4 separate regions of the Gossypium hirsutum genome follow, and all the other regions are linked to region 1. A link is a contact called in public Hi-C data. All regions are on one chromosome and are shown on one strand. The core of a region is the stretch at or near the end of the contact, and the rest is flanking DNA. Distances in the headings are between cores, read along the strand shown.

Region 1 (3,168 bases), core at 402-2,901:
TCTGGATGCACCTACTCCAACGAACAACTCCACAAACTCAGAAGCAGCGCATGAGAAAAACGGAACCCCGGCTTCTCCCGCTACTGCTCTCGCCAATAGAGTCTTTCCAGTACCAGGAGGTCCAACCAATAAACAACCTTTCGGGATTTTAGCTCCTAAAGCTGTGTACTTGTCTGGGTTCTTCAAGAAATCGACAACCTCTTGGAGTTCTAATTTTGCCTGGTCAGCTCCCGCTACGTCGGAGAAGGTAACACCAGTCTCTGGCACTTCCTGGAACTTGGATTTGGATCGTCCAAAATCCATGGGTCCGCCAAGCCCACCGGGGCCACCTGGACCACCTTGAGCCCGACGGAAGAGGAAGAACAATCCAGCGAAAGCAAGGAAAGGGAAAAGCAAATTCCCAATAAAATTGAAAAGCCCATTACCGGAATCACCCTCGGATACCGAAATATCGACGCCATTCATGGCTAAGATGTCGATGAGGTCAGGGTCATTGGGGACAATCACGGTGGCTCTACGGCCATCAACGGCGGTGAGTTGGAGGGCAGAACCGTCTTTGCTGAACCTGACTCTCTCCACTTTCCCCTTCTTGACTGCGTTCAAGAATTCGCTGTACCTCCATTGGCTGCCCTCCGGAAGATCGGAGGATTGAGATTGAGGCTTGGGAGCAGTTAAGAGGAGGTTTTGGGAGAAGGGCGACTGGTTCGATGGGCTTGGCTTCGTAGGCTGGGCTTCAATTACAGGTGGCGGAGTGGGTGGGGCGTTGTCAACGGCTAGTGCTTGTGGGGCTACGGCAGAGAAGAGTAAGGCAGCAAGAGTGGCATGAGATTGGAGGGTTTTAACAGTGTGGCTAGAGTTGGGTTTCTTGTTGAGGATAGATTGAGTAACCTGCAACTTTCTTGTAGTTTTTGGTGTTGGAGGAGACAGTAAAAGTTGAGTACCAAAGAAGTTAGAAGAGAGCAGAGAGTTAGCCATTGATGGCGGTAAATGAGAGGGGAGACAATCAGATCCTCTTACTATGGGATGGTATGGGTATTAATAGGTTGATTGTTGAGTTGGTGTGTGAAATGAAGAATTCAAATGGTGTGGCTAAGTTGAAGTTAGTGATTTGGGAGGCGTAAGAGAGTTGAATTTAAGCAACGCCAAGGAGTTTGATGTCGCTGGGCTTGCGTCTACGTGTTCCTCCTTTTGTCCATCCGTTTTAAATATCTTCTTCCTCACCTCTTCTATCTCTCACATAAAATTCAATGCCTTTTTTTTGTCTTTACATACCTTGTAATTTATTTTCTAATTTCTTTGAGGAAATTGTTGGGACTTCCAGTTGATATACCATTTGCCTAATTGCACACCTACCAACTTACATCATTATATTTAAGTTAATGATTTGGGTTTTTCTTCTCTATTTAAATGCCTCAAGGTTCATGAATGTTAAACCATAATTCTACCGGTCGCCTCATGTCTTGCAGCCATGGAGCACTCGCGTTATATCCATAATTGAGTAAGCTGTAGAGCTGCCCCGGAACTCACGACATGACAGCCAATGCAAGCTTGGAATTATAGAGTTTAACACTTATCCCTTTCTCCTTTATATATATGTATATATATAAGATCAATTTGGGTTGTTTACAAAGCACAGAAAAGAAACACATAAATGGCTGCCTCAACTGGCCATGTTCGTTCAAGCAGTTTGCCAATCAATACTCATCCACTAGTTGTAAGTGTTGAGGAGCAGTTAACCAGATTGAGGGCATCACAACAAGAAACATCCTCGTCCATGAGCAACAGATTGGGAGGTTTAAAAGAATTGTACCACCGAGTTGATGATTTGTTTCAATTACAGTTTCCCAGAGCTCTTTGTATTGAACATTTAGAGGATGTGTTGGATGGATCTATTAGAGTATTGGACGTGTGTGGCACCATTAGAGATGTTTTGTCTCGGATGAGGGAGGGTTTGCAGGGACTTGAATCCTCCCTCAGGCGAAGAACTGGCCGTGAATCCTGCTTGGAAGGTGAAATCAGAGCTTATATGGACACCAGGAAAGAAATGAATAAAATGATCAGAAATTTGAAGGGAATGGACCGGAAATGTAAATCAGTGGTGTTGGACAATGATTCTGAAATGGTGGGTGTGGTGAACATGCTAAGAGAAGCTGAGGAAATTAGCCTTTCAATGTTTGATTCCCTCTTATCTTTTCTTTTGCTTCCAAAGCTAAGATCAAAGCCTACCGGCTGGCCTATTGTTTCAAAATTATTGCACTCGAGGCGTGCTTTGTGCGACCGAATGGAAGCTACTGAAGCCGAGAAACTAGAAGTCGAGTTGAGTCTCTTGAAGTCAAGCAAAGACATCAAACTTGAACAAGTGCAAAAATTATTGAAAGATCTTGAGGCATTTCAAGCTACCATCAAAGAAACAGAAGGGGATTTGGAGTGCATCTTTAGACAACTATTGAAAACCAGAGTTTCCCTTCTCAACATATTAAACCACTAATGACCAACAAAATTTTGTAGCATATGATTTTGATCTCAACTGTACACATATACAGCATAAGAAAAGCAATATATTGGAAATTTTTCATCTCCAATTGCCTCTCTTTTTCTGATTTTTTCTTATTATTAATATTCCCATACAAGGGCTAAAAATCCCAGCCACGCTTGAAATGACCATGGGTTTTATGGATTGGTGAGAAACCGAGTCAATGACCTCTCAGCTAATGGTATGTGCTTATTCATCAAAACCATGCGCATGTACTTCAACTCTATAACGAGCTGTAAAGATTCCATTGCGGCACCACATCGTTTAATTGTTACATGGAGATCTGCGCAATCTTCATGATTATTAGATTACAATGTTGATTGTCTACTGCCAGGAAGCCATGATAGCTTGCCACTCGTGCATTTCATTATTTTATTCCTTAACCAATTCATTTTATGGTGTCGCTCTTATTAATATCCAAACGTACTGTAGTGTAATTTCAGCAACTGTCAACTCAGCTGACTGCTCTTCAACATGACCAATATACGACTCTGTGTTTTCTTATTAGACATTTAGGTGGCAGAGCCTGGCTTTTTGGAATTGATCTCATAATAAAATATTACGCCCCATTGAAGGATGGTCATGATCCCTTGAACATCCTAAAGAGCCAACTTCCAGTATTCATTTCTATCAGA
Region 2 (3,168 bases), core at 260-2,759, 180 kb after region 1:
AATATTTATCTAATTAATTAATTTAAAATATCACCAACATAATCATTACATTCTATAATTCTCTCTCTTACTAATTGACCATTTTGCCCTTCATAATCTTTTAAAATTCTATCATTGAGTCATCACTTAATTTGGAAAAATTACGATATAGTCCCTCATAATTTTTCACCTATTTGATTTGGTCCTAATTCATCCATTTTCCTTAGTTTCTAGATTATTCCACCCCTAAAATGTTTGCACTATTGGTCCTTCAAATTTTTTAATTTACACTTTAACCCCTTAAATTTTGAGTATGTACTCTTGGGCAACAAAACTTTTCTTATTTTTACAATTTAGTCCTTTCTTTAATTAATAATGTAATATATCATAATATACTTCCCAATGTTGACATAATAAAATTTCCCTTTTTATCCCTTTATTTTCTTAGTTAACTATATCAAAGATAATATCTTATTTTTTTATTGTAATAATTTTCAGAGTATTACAGTAATAAATTATTTTTTTAGCAAATAAAGCCTCAAAATAATTACATTATTATTTCAGGATTATTATGAATAAACTTACTATCAAATCCACAACTTCATGCGCAACAATCTAGGAGAGGTTTTGTTAGAGATCCTCCATGTGCAAGTTGTAGGCATGTTGAAGAGTCTATTATTTATGTTTTGCGAAGTTGTGCCAATACAAGAGAAATGTGGTAGTCCCTTTAAGGATTTGGGGGGAATTTCTTTATACTCCATTGCCAGAGTGGATCTCGTTGATTTAAAAAAAATTATTATTTTAAAGTTTATTTTATATACTATACATTAATTGATGCATTATTTTCACTTAAAATATAATTTTTTAACTAATTGAATTTTAGCTCTATTAACGTATGTATTTATTAACTGGGATTACATTAAATTTAAGAAAAAAAAGAAAAAGAAAAAAGAGAGAGGATGTCATTGAAGTCGGTATAGATAATTACAAAAGCATTACAATCATGACTTAAAGACGTGAGCTTTTAAAATTATATCTATGAGTTGATAAGACTTATTCAAATATCTAATTTGTCGCCTTCTTCCCATCTCCCTTATCCAATTATATTTAATGGTTTTTCCATTTTTAATTCCTACATCCCTTAGAACTATTAAGTGTAACATAAAAAATTAAATGGGTAAAATCATAAACCGGCCACTTGTCCGTGGGCCTCCACTCCAAGTAACGTATCCCGGGAAAGCGACGAAAATAAAGTGGAGGATAAGTTATACCGAAGCCGAGGCCATGGGGGCCCTCCACAATCTCGAACCCTCCTCCTTATTCACGACGTAATTCGACACCTTTCTCCAACAATCGTCTCTTTGTATGGGCCCCATTCACCGACCATCGGGTCCCGCTATCCACGTGTCACTTCCAGTGGTACCATGCTCTCATGATAGTGCCACACTGATTTTTTAATTTCTTTTTCGTCTTTTGACTCTTATTTCCCACCAATAAAGCATATCTTCACTCGCTTTCTTTGCTTGACACGTAGGATCAAGAGACAGGTGTCGAGTAGAGAAAGCGAGTAAGGTAGAATCAATTAGGAGTGCCAGAGTAGTGTTGTTAAGACATATTTCTCAAAGTTTAATGCAGAGCTCGGTTACATGGCGCTGGATTGCCCATCCCATTTAAATTGCGTTAATTTTTTAATGTTTTCTCTTTTCCCTAAACTGCGTCAGATCCGTGTTTGAAAATACTATAAAAACCCAGTTCCTCTCGTTTCTTAAAATCCATCAATCTGTGTAGCCAACTTTGTACGTACAAGTGAAGTGATCCACAATCTTGATACGGTAATACGTTAGGTAGTTTTCAGCATACTTGTTTTGAGTTTAGTGGTTGTAGATAAAGAAAAAATGGCTGAGGAGCATACCAAGGTTGGTGGTGAGGAAGCAGTGGAGAGCAAGGAGCGAGGGATGTTTGATTTCTTGGGGAAGAAAGAAGATGAGAAGCCTCAACCTCAAGAGGAGGTGGTCGCCACCCAGTTTGAGAAAGTCAAGATAGAAGAGGAACATAAGGAAGATGAGAAGAAACACAGTCTCCTGGACAAGCTTCACCTATCCAATAGCAGCTCCAGCTCTGTAATTACTTTTTTTTACTTCCTTGCTTACTATTCATAGTTCAAACAGTCAAATCTTTTTCATATATATTATAACATGCGTTGTATGAATGTTCAGTCTAGTGACGAGGAAGAAGGTGAAGGCGGAGAGAAGAAGAAGAAGAAGAAAAAGGAGAAGGGAAAGAAAGAACAGGACAGTGCAGTCCCAGTGGAGAAGTGCGATGAGGTAGCAACAGTTCACCACTCAGAGACGCCGGAAAAGAAGGGTTTCATGGATAAGATCAAAGACAAACTCCCAGGACAGCATAAGAAAGATGAAGAGGACACCACCCAACCACCAGCTGCTGCTGCCCCAATTGAGAACGACCACCATGAAGGAGAGACAAAAGAGAAGAAGGGATTTTTGGTGAAAATCAAGGAGAAAATTCCTGGTTACCACTCCAAAACAGAGGACGAGAAGGAAAAAGAGACCACTGCTCCCAATTAATGAATCAATATAATGCATTTCAAGTAAAAGATGTGTAGAGATTGTGTGGTTTATCAATTTGTTGGAACTGTCTGTTCTCTGTTTTTCTTTTTGGGGTTGCATACATCATATAAATTTCTGCGTCTGTTTTCCTGCTTGTAAGTTAAAAAAGAAAAGAAAGAAAAAAGAAGGTATGTATATTTAATGTTTTTAATGTCATTATAATAATTAAGAAATGACGGTATTATTTCCCTTTTATCAAGTAGGTTTGTGCACTCTTAAATGCAAGTTTTAACAAATATGAATTATTTAAATATACATTTAATTTTTGAATTTAACATTTTTTTTTCTAGGTTGATGTTACTCAAATTTTTATTTCATTAACTAAATTAGTATTAATTTAATTCGCGGAATAAAAATTCTAACATTAAAAAAAAAATAACATAAATTATAAAATGAACATAAAATTCTAAAAGGAAAAAAAATTTTCGACCGTAGTTAATGAATAATGATCAATGAAAGATCAGTGAAAAGCTAATTCATGTAACAAATTGTTTATTGGTTTTTAAGCAAAAATACAATAATATTAGGTGGCAAGCTTTTAATTGTTTGACAATTGATACTC
Region 3 (3,168 bases), core at 439-2,938, 160 kb after region 1:
TAACTGAATTAAATCAGTTCAGTCAATTAATTCGATTTTAATCGAAATTTGTAAACTAGAGATTGATATATTTGATTAGGGATGAGCATTCGATCGAGTCGAGTCGAATCGAGTCAAAAAATTTTGAGTTAGTCGAGTTGACGAATCCTATTTTAGCAACCGAATTCAATTTGAATTTTTTTTCAAATCGGATCGAATCGAGTCAAAAAATTTTGAGTCGAGTTAACGAATCCTATTATTTGTACTCAATGTTGCGCTTTACATGAACCGATTATTTAAATAGGAAACGAAGTATAAAATTATTTAACAACATAAACAATATAATGGTTTTACCTTTTAACTTAATTAGTAAACATTTATCAAAACAACATAGTTTTACCTTTTTAATTTAATGGTTTTGACTTTTAACTTTAGAAAGGTAAACATTCATCAAAATGACGTAATTTTGCCTTTTCTTATTCGGATTTTTGAATAACTCGAATTGTGTAATTCACATTCGAATTAAACCAAAAAACTTTTTTTTATTCGAGTTGACCTAAATAACTTGATTAACTCAAATAACTTAAAATATTTAATTCAAAATTTAAAAATTTTATCAAATTTTTCGAATCAAATCAAATTTTTCTCACTTCTATATTTGATTGTGCAAGTCCAAAGGGTTGAATAAAAGAATCGGGACATCTTTATTGCTGATGATAAAAAATTGGAAATAGGGTGTGCGTGGCAAACATTGCCCTGACGTATAGAATTATTATTTAATATGCCCTGACGTATAGAATTATTATTTAACATCGCTTTTGTCAGCTTTATGGATAATTTTTACAAACCCAAAAATACTGAAATAATGGAAAATAATTGCACCAAATCCACTTAGAAAATGCATTAATTGCTAAAGCTGTCATATGTACTCAAGGGGAAGATCTTAATACTAAAATTTTTCATACCACATATGTGATATTATTTTTTGATATAATTTTTTATTTATATAATTAATATCAATTTTTATAATATTTAAATTTATAAAAAAATTATATAAATTTAATTTAAAAAAAACTTAATACTAACTTATATCCCTTTTATAACTATTTTAATATTGACAACTTTATAAAAAACAAAGTGTATAAAAGATTATTAGTTTTGTTATACATTTTATAATACAATTATTATTATGCTAATATTGCAATAAATGATACCGTGTCATTTTAATTAAAGTAAATATCTATTTTCAACATATTACATATGTTAATTAATTATTAGTTTTATTTTTTAAAATTAAACTAATAATAATATTTTGAAATAACTATTTAGAGTAGATATTAAATTATTAAAGTAAACACGTATTTTCAACATTAATATATTATATAAAATAAATAATGTCATAAATACATGTGAATTTTCATGTAAATTGTTACATAATATTATTAAAAAAATTAAATTTTCGTTAATATTATCATTAGAAAAAATAATTTAACTTATTTTTTAAAGATTGATGATAAAATTTAACTAGAATAATAACAAAATCATAATCAATGTTATTAATAGCGGAATTTGACATTATGCTAGGGATACCACAATAGGCAGCTTGCAAGTGATCACAGGGTACTGCTCTTAATCTACATAAAAATGCGACAAAAGAAGTAGCAGAGGAAGAAGGTTAGTGAGAGAGAATAAAACCCCAAACCATTATTATGGCTGAAATTAGCAGCTTAAGAATCGATCCCAAGAGTGGGTTTTGTTCTTCCAATTCTACTTTCTACAGCAAACGCGTTCCCTTTCCACTTCCATCCAACCATGCCCTTGACATCACCACTTTTATCTCCTCTTACCCTCACCATGGCAAAACCGCCTTCATCGACGCCACTACCGGTCGCCACCTCTCCTTTTCCCAACTTTGGCAATCAGTTGACTCCGTTTCCACATGTCTGTCCGAATTGGGTATTCGGAAAGGAAACATCATCATCATCATCGCACCAAACTCCATTTTCATACCCATTGTTTGCCTCTCTGTGATGTCTCTTGGAGCTATTATAACCACTAGCAACCCCCTCAACACGTCTCGTGAATTCGCGGTACAAATGGCTGATTCAAAGCCCGTCCTCGTCTTCACCACTTCTCAAGTCGTCCCAAAATTGGCTGGATCACCTCTCCCCATCGTACTTCTCGACGAGCAAGTGGCGACCGAAAAAACAGGCCAAGTCAAAATAGTTACTACTATTAGTGAAATGTTAAAGAAGGAAACAAAGGACAAGATCCGAGTGAGGGATCGAGTGTACCAAGATGACGCGGCAACTCTACTCTATTCCTCGGGCACGACGGGTGCCAGCAAGGGAGTAATATCATCTCACGGAAACCTCATGGCTCTAATGCAAAGTTTTTCACATTTGAGCAATCCAGACGAAGGGGAGCAAACCCATATCTGCGCCGTTCCCATGTTCCACATCTACGGCTTCGGAGCTTTTGCCATCGGGAAACTCACGCAAGGATCAAAAGTAGTTGTTTTATCAAAGTTCGACATGAAGGAAATGCTGTCGGCAATAGAGAAGTACCGTGTCACTTGCCTCCCCCTGGTGCCACCTATACTCTTGGTAATGGTGAAGGAAGCTGATGAGATACGAAAGAAGTACGATTTGAGTTCGTTGCAATCAATAGTGTGCGGTGGCGCTCCGTTGAGCAAGGATTTGATAAATAGGTTTATGGAAAAGTTTCCAAGCATTGATATTCGGCAAGGGTACGCGATGACAGAATCGACAGGATTTGGCGCATCAATGCAAACGCCGGAGGAGTGTCTCAAGTATGGCAGTGTAGGGTTGCTATCGCCGAACTTGGAAGCCAAAATTGTAGACCCTACAACTGGTACGGCCTTGAAGGTCAATCAGAAAGGGGAGCTTTGGCTAAGGGGTCCCTCCATTATGAAAGGTACGTAATTTATGATCAATCAATTTTAGGTGGAGACAGTGAGTGTGTCCCCATATTGCGTGTATTCAAGACAAGTCCAAATAATTTTATCAAATGCAAAGATCTTTGCTTTGATTTTGTTTTCGGCATGTTGTTAATTTTTAATCCCAGGAGAAAGATCTTTGCAATTAAGAAGAATAAACAAGATTTGCCTGGCGAGTCCCCGGGAAAGAATAACACGAAATCCACTTAAAAAATGCATTGCTGTTTCAT
Region 4 (3,168 bases), core at 319-2,818, 130 kb after region 1:
ATCAGATAATCTTCCTGTGCCTAAACACAATCCGGGAGTCACTGAAGTGGAAAACAAGTTTCTTTCATGTCACTCTGCACTCTTAGGACATGAATATAAATATACCCAAACATAAACTAAAAGCACCAATGAAATTAGCAACAGACAAATTAAAAAATGCCGGCAAAGCAAATGAATGCTAAAATCCTAAGGCCTCCTAACAAAGTAACAAGGATAGGCGAATAGAAAAATCAAGGAAAAAATATCTAATAATAATGCTAGTTCTCGGTTTTTCTCTCCTCTTTTATTGTATCAATCCTTGAACCTTGTGGATACACATGCAAATGAAATCAATTACATGCCATTATGACAGAGACAGGCCATAATTCCTTAAAGTTATGTAGACTTGGAGCACAAAATATATAGGCATAAATAAAGTAACAATGAATTGGAGTTTCATAGTAACTCCGAGTAGAGGAAAAAGAATCAAGTTTTCAAGCATCAAGAATAAATGACCTCCCTCTTAGTTGTGTTCGATTAACCTCTTATAAATGCAAAATATGCAAAATCAAAACTCAACAAATCATACTAAGCAGAAAGAAAAACTGTACCTAATGCTTATCTCCATGACCGTGAGAATGATCATCATGGCCCTCCCAAGGGTGTCGCCAACCCTAAGAGCGACAAAGTCAGTCCGGGAATGAAAGCAAGTTACTTCAGATAAGGATTGATTATGAAGGCAACTGAAAAGAGGAACTTCTTACCAATACAACAGGACCATCTTGCTTAGCCCTGTACAAGACCCAAAACCTGAAACACCAGATTCAAGGAACTTCAAAAAATCCATCAGCATTGCAATCTAATCTTTATTAATGTTTGCAAGCAACCTGACTTATATCATCTATGAATCACAAGGATAATACAGTGACAATGTACACGGCCATCAGTATCCATGATCGTTAATGGAAAAGCTTGCAGATAATAATTCTAAAACATAAAACCTTCGAGCATCAACTAATTTGATCCAAATTCAAGCCTTCACTGCACATCTTTCAAACTAAACCCCCAATTTTTTTATAAATTAAATTTCCACTTTCAAGGCGTATCCATGAATTCTTTTTACAGATATGCTAATTGAAATTGCACCAAATTCCCAAATGTCTTGGCACAACAGAATCACTAGATAAACTAAATCCAATAAACGTCAGATTGGTAACAAATAAGGATACCGATTAATTCAAACAAAAAGGAAAAATAAAAATTACCACATAACGGCACACAAGCCTTTGCCGGTGACAACATGCCATCGCTTTGGATGATGCAAAGTTAGACCTTTGTAAGTTGTACTCTCTCCATGGCCTCCTCCCATCTCTCCCTGCAACCAAACCCTAAACACCAGAAATGTTCCCAAGTGTTCGAAGGTGGATTAATCACTTGCCGGTTGCTTAGATTTAAACCGATCCTGAACCGTTGGATGCGAATTTGACCAACTGAAGGTGTGGTTCCCATATGTGCTGGTTTCTTTTCGTTGTACCAGGCCTTTTTCACGAAATCGGCTAAGCCCAAGCCATTGATCCATAAATCTGAGAGTTGATGTATTACAGGGATTAGATGGTTGTATTATTAAATGAATCAAATTAGTCCTATATTATTAAAAAGTATCAAATAGATTTAACATTTAATGTATAAAAAATGGTCTTTGAAAATTATTTTTTTCAATTGTAATTTAATTCTAAACAGAATATTTTATTTACAAAACCATAAAACTTTTAAAAATATTAGCTATGCTAAATAGTAAATGATACTTTTTTAAAATAGTATATGTTAAATCTATTCTAATTTAGTTTTAGTTAATTTTTTAATAGTATAAGGACTAAATTAATTTATTTAATTATAAAAAATATTAATTTAATCAGATTTTTATAATAGAGGACCTCCCCATTTCACTAAAGGAGAGGAAAACAAAATTCATTTCACCCCTTTCACTTGTAGTTTAGTTTATTTAATTCTTAAAATTGTAGATTGTTTTTTAATATTTATTTATTTTAATTTTAATATAATTTGTATATTTTAAATTATTATTAATTAGCACAAAATATAGTTTTAATTATTTAATTTAGATTTTTATTATATTTTAATTTTACTTACCAAATATATACTTTTTATTTTATATTTCATTAATTAATATACATATATTTTTAATGATTTTAAATTATTTATTATATATAAACACAGTTTAATTTAAATATCTTTAATGGTTATTTTCTATTCTTGTCTCTATTGTTATGTTTTGAATTTAAATACAGCTATTGCCCTTGGTAAATTTACCGAAGATGAAAATGATTTATTTGATATTATGTATGACTGGTTATGTAGGGACCTTTTCGTTTTTGTAGGTTGATCCGCCCTATTGCTCTTTCCCTATTCCTATTTCGTTTTAGGGGGTTGGTTTATAGGTACAACCTTTATAACTTCATGGTATATTCATGGATTGACCAGCTCCTATTTGGAAGGTTGCAATTTTTTAACCGCCGCAGTTTCTACCCCTGCTAGTAGTTTAGCACATTCTTTGTTGTTACTATGGGGTCCTAAAGCACAAGGAGATTTTACTTTTTGGTGTCAATTAGGTGGTCCGTGGACATTTGTTGCTCTCCACAGTGCTTTCGAACTAATAGTATTTATGTTACATTAATTCGCACTTGCGTGATCTGTCCAATTGCAACCTTATAACGCAACTGCATTCTCTGGTCCAACTACATGCACAATATTTTGGAATCTACATCATGTTTTTGAAAACGTAAGAATTCAAAGTATCTTGGTCCTTTCTTATGAGTTGATCCCGAAGGAAATTAATTAGAAATTTTTTGGTAAATCGTTAATTTATTTAATATTTAACTATATTTATTTATAAGTTTACTAGATTGAAATTTTATGATGTATAAAAATTTATAGACCCCATGTTACATTCAGTAAAAATTTATGATACAAGTATTGGGTGTACTCAACGTGTCTAAGCCTGCTCCACCGATGTGTTAGAAATGATTCCTTGCAATGGATGTAAAGCTAAGTAGATTGCTTCCACAGTCTAACTACTTAATTGATTAATTTCTTTACCACCACTATTTTCAATCTTAACAAAGTCATTTCATTGTCATATAAGTAGAAAATGTATGTATTTTGAATATTGAT

What was found. A called contact is a pair of places that touch in the nucleus more often than the background predicts.
Region 2: a contact with region 1 is called in a Hi-C map of leaf, with 2.5 times the contacts expected there. The contact joins the promoter of LOC107917975 here to the promoter of LOC107917375 in region 1. A contact is called at or near these places in 3 of 34 Hi-C or Micro-C datasets (hypocotyl and leaf).
Region 3: a Hi-C map of hypocotyl shows a contact between it and region 1, with 2.9 times the contacts expected there. The contact joins the promoter of LOC107916834 here to the promoter of LOC107917375 in region 1. A contact is called at or near these places in 4 of 34 Hi-C or Micro-C datasets (callus, hypocotyl and leaf).
Region 4: a Hi-C map of leaf shows a contact between it and region 1, with 3 times the contacts expected there. The contact joins the promoter of LOC107916634 here to the promoter of LOC107917375 in region 1. A contact is called at or near these places in 20 of 34 Hi-C or Micro-C datasets (anther, callus, cotyledon and 4 more).

The regions. Positions count from the first base shown.
Region 1 is chrA01:20,437,567-20,440,734 of Gossypium_hirsutum_v2.1, forward strand. LOC107917375 reads left to right here and starts at 1,652. Exons shown (of 1, transcript XM_016846733.2): 1 at 1,652-3,168. The coding sequence starts at 1,652. The coding sequence ends at 2,488. LOC107917971 (ATP-dependent zinc metalloprotease FTSH, chloroplastic) reads right to left here and starts at 975. Exons shown (of 5, transcript XM_016847427.2): 1 at 1-975. The coding sequence starts at 975.
Region 2 is chrA01:20,617,434-20,620,601 of Gossypium_hirsutum_v2.1, forward strand. LOC107917975 (dehydrin ERD10) reads left to right here and starts at 1,510. Exons shown (of 2, transcript XM_016847434.2): 1 at 1,510-2,099; 2 at 2,196-2,801. The coding sequence starts at 1,875. The coding sequence ends at 2,564.
Region 3 is chrA01:20,595,902-20,599,069 of Gossypium_hirsutum_v2.1, forward strand. It overlaps LOC107916834 (4-coumarate--CoA ligase-like 5), which reads left to right and starts at 1,689. Exons shown (of 5, transcript XM_041074164.1): 1 at 1,689-2,916. The coding sequence starts at 1,689.
Region 4 is chrA01:20,571,835-20,575,002 of Gossypium_hirsutum_v2.1, forward strand. LOC107916634 (NADH dehydrogenase [ubiquinone] 1 beta subcomplex subunit 2) reads right to left here and starts at 1,569. Exons shown (of 4, transcript XM_016845948.2): 1 at 1,245-1,569; 2 at 744-789; 3 at 591-653. The coding sequence starts at 1,348. The coding sequence ends at 591.